2 separate regions of the Mus musculus genome follow, and region 2 is linked to region 1. A link is a contact called in public capture Hi-C data. All regions are on one chromosome and are shown on one strand. The core of a region is the stretch at or near the end of the contact, and the rest is flanking DNA. Distances in the headings are between cores, read along the strand shown.

Region 1 (7,194 bases), core at 2,571-5,070:
GCCTCTGCCTCCTGAGTTCTGAGATTAAAGGCATGCTCCACCACAGCCTGGCTCAAATTTGTTGTATTTATTTAGTGTATGCGTGCTTGGGCACTTAGCGTGCATGTACAGGTCAGGAGACAACTTGTGGGTATAGCTTCTGTGGGTCCTAAGAATAAAGTCAAGGTTGTTAAGCATGATAGCAAGTGTCCTAACCTGCTGAGCCATCTTACCAGACCTGAAATTGTTGTTGAAACTATTTAATTTCAATCGAGGGTTTCTACCCTGTATTTGATCATTCAGTTCCCAGGCAAAACAAAAAAACAAAACACACACACACACACCTTTTATTTTTATAATAAGCCTTAATCAACACTAGAGTTGGGCAGATATCTACCCTCTATACCATTATAATCTAATTCCTCATCAATAACCCTGAATTATAACTTGCTATGTTCTATCTGGACTGCTCTTCACTCCATTTGGCCAGCTCTCAGTTCCAGCTGGGTAGCTCTCGTGGCCATGTATTCATAACTTACTCCTTGGCTGCTTCCTCCTCTCTTTGTTTTCCCCCCTCTTGGTTTTCTCAGACCCCAAGCCTGGGAACCCAAGAACCCCACCTATCTCTCTTCTGCCCAGCTATTGGCCATAGGCATCTTTATTCACCAGTCAGGGTTAACTTGGGGGGCAAAGTTACATAGCTTCATTTGGGTGTGTCACTTGGATATAGGCAGATTCTTTCATCCCTGTGTGTAACCAGGCCTTGGGGGCCAGTATTTACCATTACAATACAAGCAAAAGACCAAACCTCTACAAGAAATGTTTTTGTTTTTGTTTTTAATTTGAATATTTTGATGCAAAGGGAAGAAAAAACTCCATATATTCAATGTCAAGTCTTAGCTATTTAGAGCTTTTCTTTTTCTTTCTTTCTGTTTCCTCTGTATTTAAATGTTTGTTTTAACACACACACACACACACACACACACACACACACGTATATATGGCTTTTTGTGTGTGTGTATTCAGGTACATGCTAGGTATGTCCTCTTCTGTTCAGGTACTTAGCCCTGTGTATGTTTTACCTCTATAATAACTTGAATGTATTTTCTGACTATTGAGTCATCTCATAGTTGTCTACATTTTTTTTAAAAGCAAAATACTGCTCTTTTCTGTTATTTGGATGAACAAGCTTCCACTTTTGTTATAGACCCTTCTTTCCCCCCAAATCTTTATTTCTCTAAAATTCCATGGTTATAATCTCTGCCTTCCATTCTCCAGTCTGTTTTGTGTGTGCACATGTGCATGTTTGGCTGCAAGCACCTTTACCCATTGAATCATTTTGGTGGCCCTTCCCTCGTATGTGTTTTGTAATTTCACTCTGATTTCTCAGGACCGTTTCCTGCACTGGTATACCTTTTCTTCTTTTCTCCCTTTCCCTTCCATGTCTGTTGTAGTACTGGAGATTGAATTAGGGCTTTGCACATGCTAGGCAAATGTTTTACCACTGAATACCACCCTAAGCCCGTTTTCTGCTTTTTATTTTGAGATAAAGCCTTACTAAGTTGCCTGGGCAAGCCTTGAATGTGCAATGAAAAAGCGATGCTGTGTTTTAAGGGGCTATTCTAAACTGATATCTAGTTGTCTTAACTAGGGTTTCTTTTTTTGTATGTTTGTTTTTTGTTTTTTGAGACAGGGTTTCTTGTATAGCCCTGGCTGTCCTAGAACTCACTTTGTAGACCAGGCTGGCCTCAAACTCAGAAATCCTCCTGCCTCTGCCTCCCGAGTGCTGGGATTAAAGGCGTGCGCCACCACGCCCTTTCTTTTTCTGTGATAAATACCATGACCAAAAGCAACGTGAGGAAGAAAGGGTTTATTTCATCTTCTAGCTTATGAGTCTATCATAGAAGGAAGGCAGGGCAAGAACCGATACAGAGGCCATGGAAGAGCGCTGCTGGCTGCCTTGCTTCTTATGGCTTGCTCAGCCTGCTTTCTTAGGACACCCAGGACCAGCAGCCCAGGGATGACACCATCCGTAGTGAGCTGGCCCTCCTACATCAATCGTCAGTCAAGAAAACCAATTACACGCTTGCCCATACGCCAATCTAGTGGGGCAGTTTCTCAGTTGAGGTGCTCTCTCCTATAATAGTCTTGCTTGTACCAAGTTCACATGAAGCTAGTCAGTACAGCTGACCTCTTTATATATGAACAGCATTGTTTAAATTCATTATTCTAAATATATAATGTGAGATCATGGTTCAAAAAAATCAAGGTTTTGTCCCTTTTTTTTATTGTTGTTTTCTAGGTTAATAATTTCTGAGAATTCAGTCCATGATCAGTTTGCCTTGTTGCTTTGGGCCTGAGACAAAGCAACATAACTTGATTGAGGAAACTTGTGGTAGAGTAACTGATCTCATGGCCTCTGTGAAACAAAAATGGGCTAGGAATGAAATATCCCCTTCAAAAGTGCCTCTAGTCTGACTTCCTTCTCCTAAGCGTCATCACCGTTCAGTACAGCCATGGTTGCTAACCAAGCTTTCAAAATGCCAATCCTTGGGAGATATTTAAGATCCAAAGCATAGCAGATAATCCCATGGGTTGAGATCCATCATTTTAGGGAACTTATGAAAGCATTAAACTTGATACTAGAATTGGTCAGTGAGTTAACATCTTTTTATTTTTTTTGTAGTTATCTAGAAATGACAGTCACATCCATGTGCACAAATGGACATGTATGTATCCATATGGTGTATATTCACTCAGATCCTATGGTGTTCAGTTGCTATGTTTTAATGTAGGATTTTGCTAAAGGCAAGAAATTCTACCTTCTAATTTTGCTATAGTCGTATAAAATTATATATTATTTTTATCTTTTAAAGAATTCTAATTGGTCAGTTACACTTGGTGAGAATCCATTCAAAATTAAGATGTTTTTTATTCCTTACTAAAGTATTTGGTAAAAGTTCCTAGAAAAACTAGTAGATCCTAGAGGAAGTTGTAATTGTAGTTTTTGCTTATGTATTGTTAAATTGCTCTTCTAACAGGTCACATAAATTATTACTTATATATGATTTTTACCAAAACTCTGTAACACTTGGGAGTATTACTTTATTTATTTATTTATTTATTTATTTATTTATTGAGACATGGTTTCTCTGTGTAGTCTTGGCTGTCCCAGAACTCACTCTGTAGATAGACCATGCTGGGTTTGACTTAAGATCTGTCTCTGCTTCTAGAATTCTGGGATTAAAGTGCGACACCACTGCCCTGCTAAGAAAGAGAACTGTGAAGCAAGCTCTCCTGTAGCGCTCAGGCTGACCTCAGACATAACTGCAACTGGCCTTGACCTCCTGACCCTCCAGCTTCCACCCACCCACCACACCTATCTTTGTTTTGTTTTTTCTGAGACAGGGTTTCTCTGTGTGGCCCTGGCTGTCCTGGAACTCACTTTGTAGACCAGGCTGGCCTCGAACTCAGAAATCTACCTGCCTCTGCCTCCAGGTGCTGGGATTAAAGGCATGCGCCACCATGCCCGCAGTTTTGTTATTTTTTGAGATGAAGTCTTGCTATAGCTCAGGCTAGCCTTCTCTTAATCTCCTACCTCAGCCTTCCCGAGAGGTGAGACTGTAGGTACACACTAGCACTCCTGTACTAGCTAACTGACTTCTAGCAAATATATTTTATGTCTGATCATTTTCTGCAAACCCATGACGAATTCCTGTGGGAGAACTGAAGCGGAAACTTAAGGGTTTTTTAGAAAGTCATTTGTGTTGGATGGTGTTTGCTGGGGCAAACATGTGAAGAAATGTTTAGTTAGAATGGACTCAGATGAAAGGCTAAGACACTTGTGAAAGAATGTTTCACTAACACAGACAGGTAAAATGATGTTTTACTAAAACAAGCATGCAGAAGGACATATGATGAAAGATTCTTTGCTATCAACAGGCACATATTGTTCTACCTTACATTACATAGTTGAACTATGTTTGTAAAAACATACCAAAAAACCTTTGGTGGTGTGCTACAGTTTCTTACTACTTCCTTGGACTCGGGTTGATTGGCAGAGTGAAGTCAGCCGAAACAAGTCACATGCTGAGACAAGGGGGAATATGAAAAGGACAAACATGGGGGGCGGATCCTGGCTTACTTAGGTAGCGGACGCTTGTCGCTCTCACGTCTTCACTGATCTGTGCTCCCTCAGTGAAGGGAGGCAGAGCAGAGAACTTTCCTGGCGTTCTTATTGGCGCTGGTCCCTCCTGCTGACTCTAGCCGAGGCTGAGGCCTGGCTATTCCTGCTAGGTCTTGCCACCGTTGGTGCTAACCCCACTCTACCAAACTGGACTGCTAATATTTCAGTTAAGTGTTTACGAGTGGATCGAGCTGCTGCTGCTAACCTGTGAACTAAACTGCCAATTTTCAGACAACACAGACTGGAGTTGTTTCAAAGAACCATTTCTAAACAGGTCTACCTTTCCTGTATCCTTTCTTTTCCACTACCTTTAGTGGGTGGTGGACTAAAAGTTAGTGTTTCAAAACCATCATTAAAAATAGTCATTAAAGTCGGGCGTGGTGGCACACACCTTTAATCCCAGCACTTGGGAGGCAGAAGCAGGTGGATTTCTGAGTTCAAGGTCAGCCTGGTCTACAGAGTGAGTTCCAGGACAGCCAGGGCTACACAGAGAAACCCTGTCTTGAAAAACAAAACAAAACAAAACAACCAATAAATAAATAAATAAATAAATAAATAAATAAATAAATAAAACCACAAAAAATTGCCATTAAAAAATTAAAGTTATAGAGAATATTACTTACTCTGATGTAATAACTCTTCATCAAACCCTTGTCCTTTTCTGAAGGACACTGGGCTCCAGCAAATGGTTTACTCCCGACCATTGTGTGCTTTTCCCCAGCACTGCAGGACCAATCGGTCCCACCTTTCTTCAGCTTTCTCCCCTTAGGCATTGAAAGGCAGGAAGAAATGGAGGGAGGAAGCGTCTGAAGCAAAGGTCCCAAAGCATTTCTTCGTAGTTATGCTGCCCTGCACATCAGTTCGCTTGGCAGTCGGATGCTGGGATCTGCCTGTTGTTTAAGGACTCCAGCACCTAGTCCAGGAGACAAATATCTGTTCAATTGAAAACTTTAATCTCATTCCAGTGAGGCAGTCTGCTGACCCTGATTAAATAATTGCTATTTTATTTATCCATAACTGGATATCTTCCCAAGGGTAGGGAATATACTTTCTTCATTTCCATGAGAACTCCTAGGCAGGGAGATATGCTTTGTGGAGGTTTGGAGTGTGGGTGGTTGTGATGTGAAAAAGCAAACCTGCAAACCTGTTGATATCAGGGCCTGGTAACAGATCATGCTGCCTGCCTCCCTTGTGGTTCTAGTCCCTCTCTTCTTTTTCTCTTCTTTTTAAATTTTATAGAAGGAACTTATTAGTGCAGCAGATGTTCACTAACTAAAATAACTTGTTAGTAATTTCATTACCCTAAACAGTTTTCTTTTCAATGATAGCTTCAACAAATACTTAATGTTATAATATATTGTTATCATGTGATGATACTTTTGCATTAGTCTTTTTTCAGTTACAGATAATTTTCTTTGTTGCTATGTAGATTATCAACCATGTTTTGTTGATTAAGTAATAGTCAAATATTTACCCATTCTCCTAGGTATTAGTCTAGGCCTTGAATCTTCTATGTAAGAAAGGATAACCTTGACCTTCTGATCTTCCTGCCTCACATGACCCTCCCACTTACTGTGGTCCTGGAGTCTCTAGATGCAGGCAGCCAGATAGAAGGATCCATCCCCTCAGCCTTGAGGTCAGTTCTCTAAGACTATAGATGGTATAGCTTTATCTTATGATATTTTCTATTTCTATCTTATTGTCTTTGTTAAGCAAGCTGTAGAGATGGCTCAGCAGCTACTGGCACTTGTTCTTGCAAAGGATCTCAGTTGATTCCAAGCATTCACATAGTGGTCCACAACCTTCCATAACGGGATCTGGTGTCTGCCCCCTTCTTACGGACAGAGGCACTAGGCTCACACATGCTGTGCAGATGGACATGTGAGCAAAACATTCATATACTTAAAAAATGTTTTAAAAGAGGTTTTAATAGAAGCAGCAGCAGCTGGGTGTGGTGGAGCACACCTTTGGTTCCTGCATTTGGGAGACAGAGACAGGTGGATCTTTGTGAATTCAAGGACAGCCTAGTTTACATATTGAGTTCCAGGACAGCCAGTGCTAGAGAGCGAGATCCTGTCTCAAAAATCAAAAGAAAGAGGAGGAGGAGGACAAGACAGAGGAAGAGAAAGAGGGAGGGAGGGAGGAAGAGGAGGAGGAAGAAGAAGAGGAGGAGGAGGAGGAGAAGAAGAAGCATGGAAAGAGGAGGAAAGGGAGAAGAGAGAGAATGTATATAAGTATGAGAATCTATACATATACATTCAGTAAAGATCCTCTTGGCAGCAGCTGCAGATAACTCTAGGCACCATTTATTTCTAATATTTGTATGTGTGAAATATGTGAGCCACCTAGAAGGGGAACATGTGCTAGTTAGATATAGGTTGTGAGGGCAGGGGTGATAAGGAGACCTGTGGGGTATGGTCCTATTGGATAGCAAGGCATCCTCTCTTTCTTTTGGTTGTGGGGCCACCCAGAAATTAAGACTGTCCAGGCAAGTTTGTCACTACATGTAAGCTTCTCTTTTAGCCTTTTCTACTTTTCAGCAGGCTAGAAACCTTAGAGTAAAACTCAGGTATGTGACTTCTTATCGTAGAAGGTGGGGTTCTGCAGGAGTGAGCCCGCTGCATATATGTATTAGTATGATGAGTGTTCAATACAGATGCTATAAGACAATTCAGAGAGGCCCTGCTGGTAATTGACTCTGTTCTTTGTTTTTCTTGTAGTACTTGTCAGCATCCAGCCATGGGGGATATGAAAACTCCAGATTTTGATGATCTCCTGGCTGCCTTTGACATCCCAGATCCCACAAGTCTTGATGCAAAGGAGGCCATCCAGGCTCCCAGTGAGGAGAATGAGAGTCCCCTGAAGTCTTCAGGCATGTGTATCGATGAGAATGTGTCCTTGTCGCACTCAGGATCAGCCCCAGATGTGCCAGCCGTGAGTGTCATTGTCAAGAACACCAGCCGCCAAGAGTCGTTTGAAGCAGAGAAAGACCACATTGCTCCCAGTCTCCTACATAATGGATTCCGGGG
Region 2 (6,860 bases), core at 2,038-4,537, 320 kb after region 1:
AAGCTTCCAGCTATGAAAATGTTTGGGGTGTCCTCAGGGTTCTCACTCTGGGACCAGCTTGCTGTCTGGCAGATCTGGTTTGCCTGGCTGGTGCTACACTGGGCTCTCAAGCCAGCCTGTGGGGTTCTCAGGTACTTGGGTGGGGCTGCTCCAAGGCAGGCCAGGACTCCTATCTGAGACCACTGGTGTTCTGCCTCACAGACTGATGAAGAGAAACAGCTGGACTTGCCTGTGGTGATGCCCGTGTTTGACAGAAACACCTGCAGCATTCCCAAGTCTCAGATCTCCTTCATCGATTACTTCATCACAGACATGTTTGATGCCTGGGATGGTAAGGAGCCAGCCCAGCACTTCTTCCTTAAGAGTCACCACTAGTTAGGAAGAAGCATGTGGGGTTTAGACTTTCAGGATGGAATGGAGAGAAAGTAGTCATTCCGGAGGGTTGGTACCCAGAAGAGGGTCCGAAGGCTGTCCCCAGCTCCTGTGCCTTGAGGGCTGTGCTCCTCCAGAGGAGGAGTTGCAGAGCCTGCAGACAGGGGTGGGCTGAGAAGAGGTTTCCCTGTACTCCACAGTCCTCCCAGACTTTGGCATCACTGCCAGCTCCCTTCTGTCCCTCGTAAAATGCTGGGACAGGGCAGAGCTCTGTGGTAGATAGTCCAAGTTCCATTCCTAGAAAGAAAATGAGGAAGCTGGAACCTTTCATAAAGAAAGGCTGTGAAGACACTGCATCCCTGTTTCTCTCGCCAGCCTTCGTTGACCTGCCTAACCTTATGCAGCACCTAGATGACAACTTCAGGTACTGGAAAGGACTGGATGAGAAGAAGCTTCGAAGCCTCCGCCCCCCTCCAGAGTAGCGTGATGTACACGCCTGGCCTGTGGCTGTCCTGCCTGGTCTCTGCAGTTTCTTAGCCCTTTCACTGTTAGCCAGAGCTGCCCCCTCATCTGCAGAGCCTTTGAAAGCCCATGGGATGCCCACCTTCTGTGACCACATCTACACCATAGCTTGCTGCAAGGCTCTTTAGTGAGGCCCCCAAGAGCTGTGGTTTGTATCGACTCTGGACTCTGTGTTACCACAGCCCTGGGAACCCTGCAGAGGTGACCATGGCTCTCCTAGCAGTGACCATGTGCCTGCAGAGCAGCATCTGGGGAGGTGTGGTTGCAGGTTGTGGAACACTGCTGCAAGGGACGTCTCTCTTAAGTCCACTAGCAAACGAGGCAGACATTTAAGGTTGATTCTCCCGATTATTACATGTTTTATTTATTTTATTAGACATTTGATATTTTCTATGAATTTAAAAATACTTCAAAGCCAATTTCAGATGCCTTGACCAAATTCATGACTTGTGTGTGCGTGATTTGGTTACAGACCTATTTTCATAAATGCAGATTTATAAGTTTAAAATGATGCATTTTTCCCACACTATGGAATATGTTAAACCCTCCTCTTTGATGTTAGTGGGGAAGGCTTTATGTAGTGGGTCTCACTCTAGTGTGTAACAGAGAAGCCACGTCTGCAGACAAGCTCTGAGCAGCTGCTGTCAGGAGTTTTACAGGTGCCTTCTCAGAGAAAAATTGGATTTGACCATTTTTTTTCCCTAAAATTTTATAATTGAATTTCTAAAAGCCTGCCTCATTTTATACCATTTCTATAAAATATGCCCTGCAAAGCAAACCTGGGTACCTAGCAGCTGATATTTTACAACTAACATGGGGTATTTGAGTCTAGAAATATAAAGGGTCTATCTCCTCACATTTTGAATAAGCATAATACTATAAAGATGATATTCAATGACATGTCGAAATGTTAGTTTCATTTTAAACTTGTATTTTTTTCTGGATGAAATTAAACTATTTGTTTTTAAGAAGTTATTTGTTGCCATTTCTTTGTATTGCCTAATAAGTACTCTTTCTAAATTTGGGATAGACAACTCTTTTGTAGAACAAACTGGAAGCTAAACAACTTTGTAAGGTCTGGTGGAGCCAGAATATATGATGGCTCTTCAGTTTGACCACAGACTCCACTGTAGAGAAGAACACGGGCTCTTTGTCCTGCATGAAGATGCCTGACCTAAGATAACATCGAGGAAGAGACATCTTACCCCCTCCCAGTGCCGTGAAGAAGAGGAGGCTGGTGCTTCACCATGAGCACGCCTAACATTTTTAGAGCTAAAAGAAGCTATAAGAATTACAAGGTAAGCCGGACGTAGTGGCGCACGCCTTTAATCCCAGCACTCGGGAGGCAGAGGCAGGTAGATTTCTGAGTTCGAGGCCAGCCTGGTCTACAGAGTAAGTTCCAGGACAACCAGAGCTACACAGAGAAACCCTGTCTCAAAAAAAAAAATTTACAAGGTAGACAAGATGGTCTTTAAAGGAAAAGAAACACACCAAACTTCTAGACCAGTGGTCTTCAGTCTTCCTAACACTGCGACCCTTTAATATACGACTGGCTGTAACTAAAGAATAAACGAAAGCCAGGCGTTGCTGAGTGACAACACAGAGGTGCGCAGCTCCACACCTGCTAAGCCCAGAGAAGGAGGTGATGTTCTCAACTGTCACGAGGAGAACAGGACAGAGAGCAAAGGGAAGAGGCGCTGGGCAAGGCAAGGTTGGAGCCTGGTCCCATTTGACAGACCCAGCGTAGGATTTAAAGGGTACTCTGAATCCCAGGTAGCACATACAGGTTGTCAGCTTTCCATTATACTGACAAATGCCTGAGACAAAAGGAGAGGGAGGCTTCAGGCCGTGGCATCTGGGCTGTGGTGGGACATTGGGTGTGGAACTGAATGAGAGTGGAGGAGAGTCCCACCATGTTCTTTTGGACATGCCTCTCCAAGCCAGATGACCCCCACTCGAAAGTTCCTACCACCTCCCAAAGGTCCCACACCGGAAAGTAAGCCTTTAAGCCTTGTCACTTTGAGACCCCCAGACTACAGCAATGCATAAAGCAAGACAGATCCCTTGCAGTGGACGTAGACATTGCCACTGGGAGCTTCAGTGGCCAAAAGACAAAGGAACCCCCCCCCCCACCAGACCCACTTAGCTAGGCTGGCATTCAAAAGGGAAGATCATGTAACTCAGACAAGTTCACTACAGATGCCCTTTAGAGGTCAGATCAGCAAGAGGGGTAAACTTCTGGACAAAAGTAGCCATGGGGGGGCGGTGAGGCTGGTGGAGAGGGAGAGAGAGGAGAAAAGGAGCAAGAAGCTTCAAAGAGGCAGCTGCTGGAAGGGCGGTGAGTCACAGAGAAGCCTGTTCCCTGGTGGCAGCAGAAACAATGGCCGGGAATGGAGCGCCATCAGCTCACACAGCCAGGAAGAGACTGAATCCGTGTGTAACAATTGTCTCATCCTGCTGTGCCCAGAGGAAACTTGAGGCCACTCACAACTGTCACACCGGAGGTTGTGCAGTCTGTTCTATGGTTTCAAGTCAGAAAGGAAAGACTCCAAGGAAAGCAAGCTTCCCGACCATCACCCTCCAGAAAGCTCTGCATCCCACAGTCGCGGTGTCCCAGGGAAGGCGCGCATCCCTGGGTCCTTCCTGCCTGCCTGGCTGCTCCGCGCCACCCTTCCAGCTTCCTCTAGCCCCACTGCTCCTCAGCCTCCAACCCCACCTGCAAAGCGGGGTTCCTGGCCGGTGGAGGGAGCCCTGTTTAGAAGGGAGGACGCAAACTCAGTCGCCAAGAAGCAATAGCATCCAGTCAAGGGCCAAGAACAGCACTGTGAGTGGAACAGCGTGGGAGGGTCAGGGCACATCAAGGCTCTGTGCTATTGTCCAGGAGAGAGTGGAAATTATATAGCTAGAGGGTAGACTGAACAGGCTTTCTAAAAATAGGGTTAGGGGCTAGAAAATGGCTTGGCGGCCAAGGCACATTGCTCTTCCAGAGACAGGATTTAGTTCGCAGCACCGACAACCACCAGTAATTCCAGGGGCTCTGGCGCCCTCTTCTGGACTCCACGAACACGTGAGTACTCTTCCAGGAGCACACATAAATAAAGAGGGGTAACTGTTTCGTATATCTGAGGACAGGAAGACAAAAATAATTTGGGGTGGGGCTGGGGGTGGGTGGGTAGGGAGATGGTTCTTGTGAACGGAAACTCTTGAAAAGGGGCAGTGTCTGCAGAGACTGACTGGGAGAACTTCAGTCCTGTTGGGAGTCTGGAATGCTGCAGGTCCCATCCCGATACAGTTCCAACCTCAAAACAGCCATTCCTTGTCCTCGTGTGTCAGAGCTAACACAGGGCACTAATCCTGTGACTAAGAGAAAAACCTTCTAGAATCCACTGACTTAGCGGGCCACTGGCTTCCACCAACTCGAAAGCTTGGATGTCATGGGACAGCATCCCGGGCCTGGGTGAAGACTTCCCCATCTCACTGTGCCTGTTCTTTGATGTATTAGCCCTGATTTCTGACTTTATTCTGTAAAACCATAAAAATTTCATTATACTGCCAGGTGTGGTGGCGCACGCCTTTAATGCCAGCACTCGGGAGGCAGAGACAGGCGGATTTCTAAGTTCAAGGCCAGCCTGGTCTACAAAGTACTCACTGAGTTCCAGGACACCCAGGGCTATACAGAGAAACCCTGTCTCGAAAAACCAAACCAAACCAAACCAAAAAAACTTCATTAAACTGCTTCCACAGTGAAACATGGAATTTGGAATAATCTACTGTGTTCCCAGACCATGGTCACTCAAAAGGGCTCTAGAATAATAAACTAACTCTTGTTCTCTTAAGATGGTGTGTGTGTGGTACAAGCCTGGGACACACGCGCATGCACACACACAGGCAAGGGAAAAGCACTTGCGGGCTGGTGAGATGGCTCAGTGGTTAAGAGCACTGACTGCTCTTCTGAATGTCCTGAGTTCAATTCCCAGCAACCACATGGTGGCTCACAACCATCTCTAATGAGATCTGACGCCCTCTTATGGAGTGTCTGAAGACAGCTACAGTGTACTTAAATATAATAAATAAATAAATCTTTTAAAATGTTAAAAAAAAAAAGAAAGAAAAGAAAAAGGAAAGGAAAGAAAAGCACTTGCAAATGTATAATTCTAAAGTTGGGACTCCCGACCCACGGGTCTGGGCCTGCCTGTAATCCCAGCAAGAAGCAGGGCAAGCCGCTAGCCCAATCGCCTACAGCAGCTCCAGATTCAAGGAGAAACCTTGTCTCAATAGACAGTGCTGAGAGCAATGGAGGAAGGCTCCTAACTTCAACCTCAAGTCAGTGCACCCCACACACACAAGAGTATCCACACACCAGTGCACCCACACACACGCGTATCCACACACCAGTGCACCCACACACACGCATATCCACACGCCAGTGCACCCCACACACACATGCGTATCCACACGCCAGTGCACCAACACACACGAGTATCCACACGCTAGTGCACCCTTACTGTCCTGGAACTCACTCTGTAGACCAGGCTGGCCTCAAACTCAGAAATCCACCTGCCTCTGCCTCCCGAGTGCTGGGATTAAAGGCGCGCGCCACCACTGTCTGGCTAGCCTTAAATTTCTGACCCTCCTTCCTCTCCCTCTCCAGTGTTGAGAATTGTTTTGTTTTTCTAGAGATGGAGTCGACTCGATATCTAGCCCTGGCAGGCCTGGAATTGTGTGTGAGTCAGCTGGCCGGAGGCGTCCGGGTTAATGTGCATGTGTCAGAAGTCAGTGCTGCTGTGCGGGTCATGCGGTGCCTCCTGCATGCTGGGTTATGCGGTGCCTCCCTGCATGCTAGGTGAGCACTCTGAACTAAGGCCCAGCCACAGAGCCTTTTGGTTGTCTGGTTTTTGTTTTGTCTTTTAAACTCCACCTCACAAGGGCTGGGGTCCCAGGCTTGTACCACCATACCCATCTTTTGAACCTGATTCAAGTTCACTGCCTAGAGGCAGGGTGGGACCTTCAACAGGGAAAAGCTTTAGAAAACGAGTTTTCCTTCCCGGTGGTTTTATGAGGAGTATTGGAAACATTGCTTTTAACATACATTTCCTCCAATACCATAAATCCACAGGATTATACAGACTTAGAGTAGTCAGGATTATGTAAGGATTAACCTTGCTACATTGTGCCAGTTACAGGAAGAGAACAGAAACTGCCGTGTACTGTTGGTCTTGCTGAGAGTGAGCTAGACCTTCTCAGCTCAGACTCACACCTGTTTCTTCTAGGAGTCCTCCAAGACTCCCTATCCTGGGCAGGCTGGCCCCTGGCCCTGTAATGTGGACTAAGGAGGGCAAACAGCTAAGGGTGATGAAAACACTGCCCCTGGAGTACAGCAACCGCGCCAGTTCATCCCCGCCTGGGGGAAACACTGGCCTACCTGCCACGGGTTCTCTCTCTCTCCTTCCCTCCCTCCCCCCCACCCCCACTCTCAGTTGGACACTCCAGCTGGCTGCCTTAATGAAGCTTTTAAGCTCCTGGCTTGCGGATGTCATTTCCCACTGCTTGCTATTTGTCCTTCTCCTTTTGCTTGCTTAATAAACTTAAAGCGCAGCTACCCCAGATCATTCTCTGGATAAAACAGACTCTAAGGTGGCCCTGGGACACAACCACACTGTACTTGTAGAGAGACATCAGATCACATTGAACAAAGACCCAAGCTACATCTAATGTTGACAGTCCCCGACTGGCCCTACAAAGCTACCGCTGTTCTCCACTGTCTGTTTCTTACAGTTCTTGAGGAAAATAATTCCAGACAGAAACAAGAATTTTAAACTGTTTAAAAGAGGCTTGTGAGGTGGGTATGGTGGCACATGCCTTTCATTACGTCACTGGAAGGCAGACCTCTGTGAGTTCAAGGCCAGCCTGGCCTACAGTGAGTTCCAGGACAGCCAGGATGGACTACATAGTAAGACCCTGTCTCG

Evidence for each region. Capture Hi-C pulls out chosen DNA fragments and counts their contacts.
Region 2: a capture Hi-C map of embryonic stem cells shows a contact between it and region 1, with 2.4 times the contacts expected there. The contact joins two enhancer-like sites. A contact is called at or near these places in 2 of 115 datasets of contacts at active chromatin or transcription factors (astrocytes and embryonic stem cells) and 3 of 9 other capture datasets (adipose tissue, embryonic stem cells and liver).

What each region holds. Positions count from the first base shown.
Region 1 is chr7:81,016,386-81,023,579 of GRCm38.p6, forward strand. Zfp592 (zinc finger protein 592) reads left to right here. Exons shown (of 10, transcript NM_178707.4): 3 at 6,886-7,194. The coding sequence starts at 6,905. Among named protein-coding and RNA genes, the nearest start is that of Zfp592, 26 kb to the left of the region's middle. Within about 2 kb of position 3,821, at least 7 of the 459 cell types and tissues checked have an H3K27ac peak or open chromatin away from gene starts, as enhancers often do. A contact at or near this core is called in embryonic stem cells, where this site is marked.
Region 2 is chr7:81,332,669-81,339,528 of GRCm38.p6, forward strand. It overlaps Pde8a (phosphodiesterase 8A), which reads left to right. Exons shown (of 22, transcript NM_008803.3): 21 at 202-331; 22 at 748-1,867. The coding sequence ends at 854. Among named protein-coding and RNA genes, the nearest start is that of Rps17, 9.1 kb to the right of the region's middle. Within about 2 kb of position 3,288, at least 49 of the 459 cell types and tissues checked have an H3K27ac peak or open chromatin away from gene starts, as enhancers often do. A contact at or near this core is called in embryonic stem cells, where this site is marked.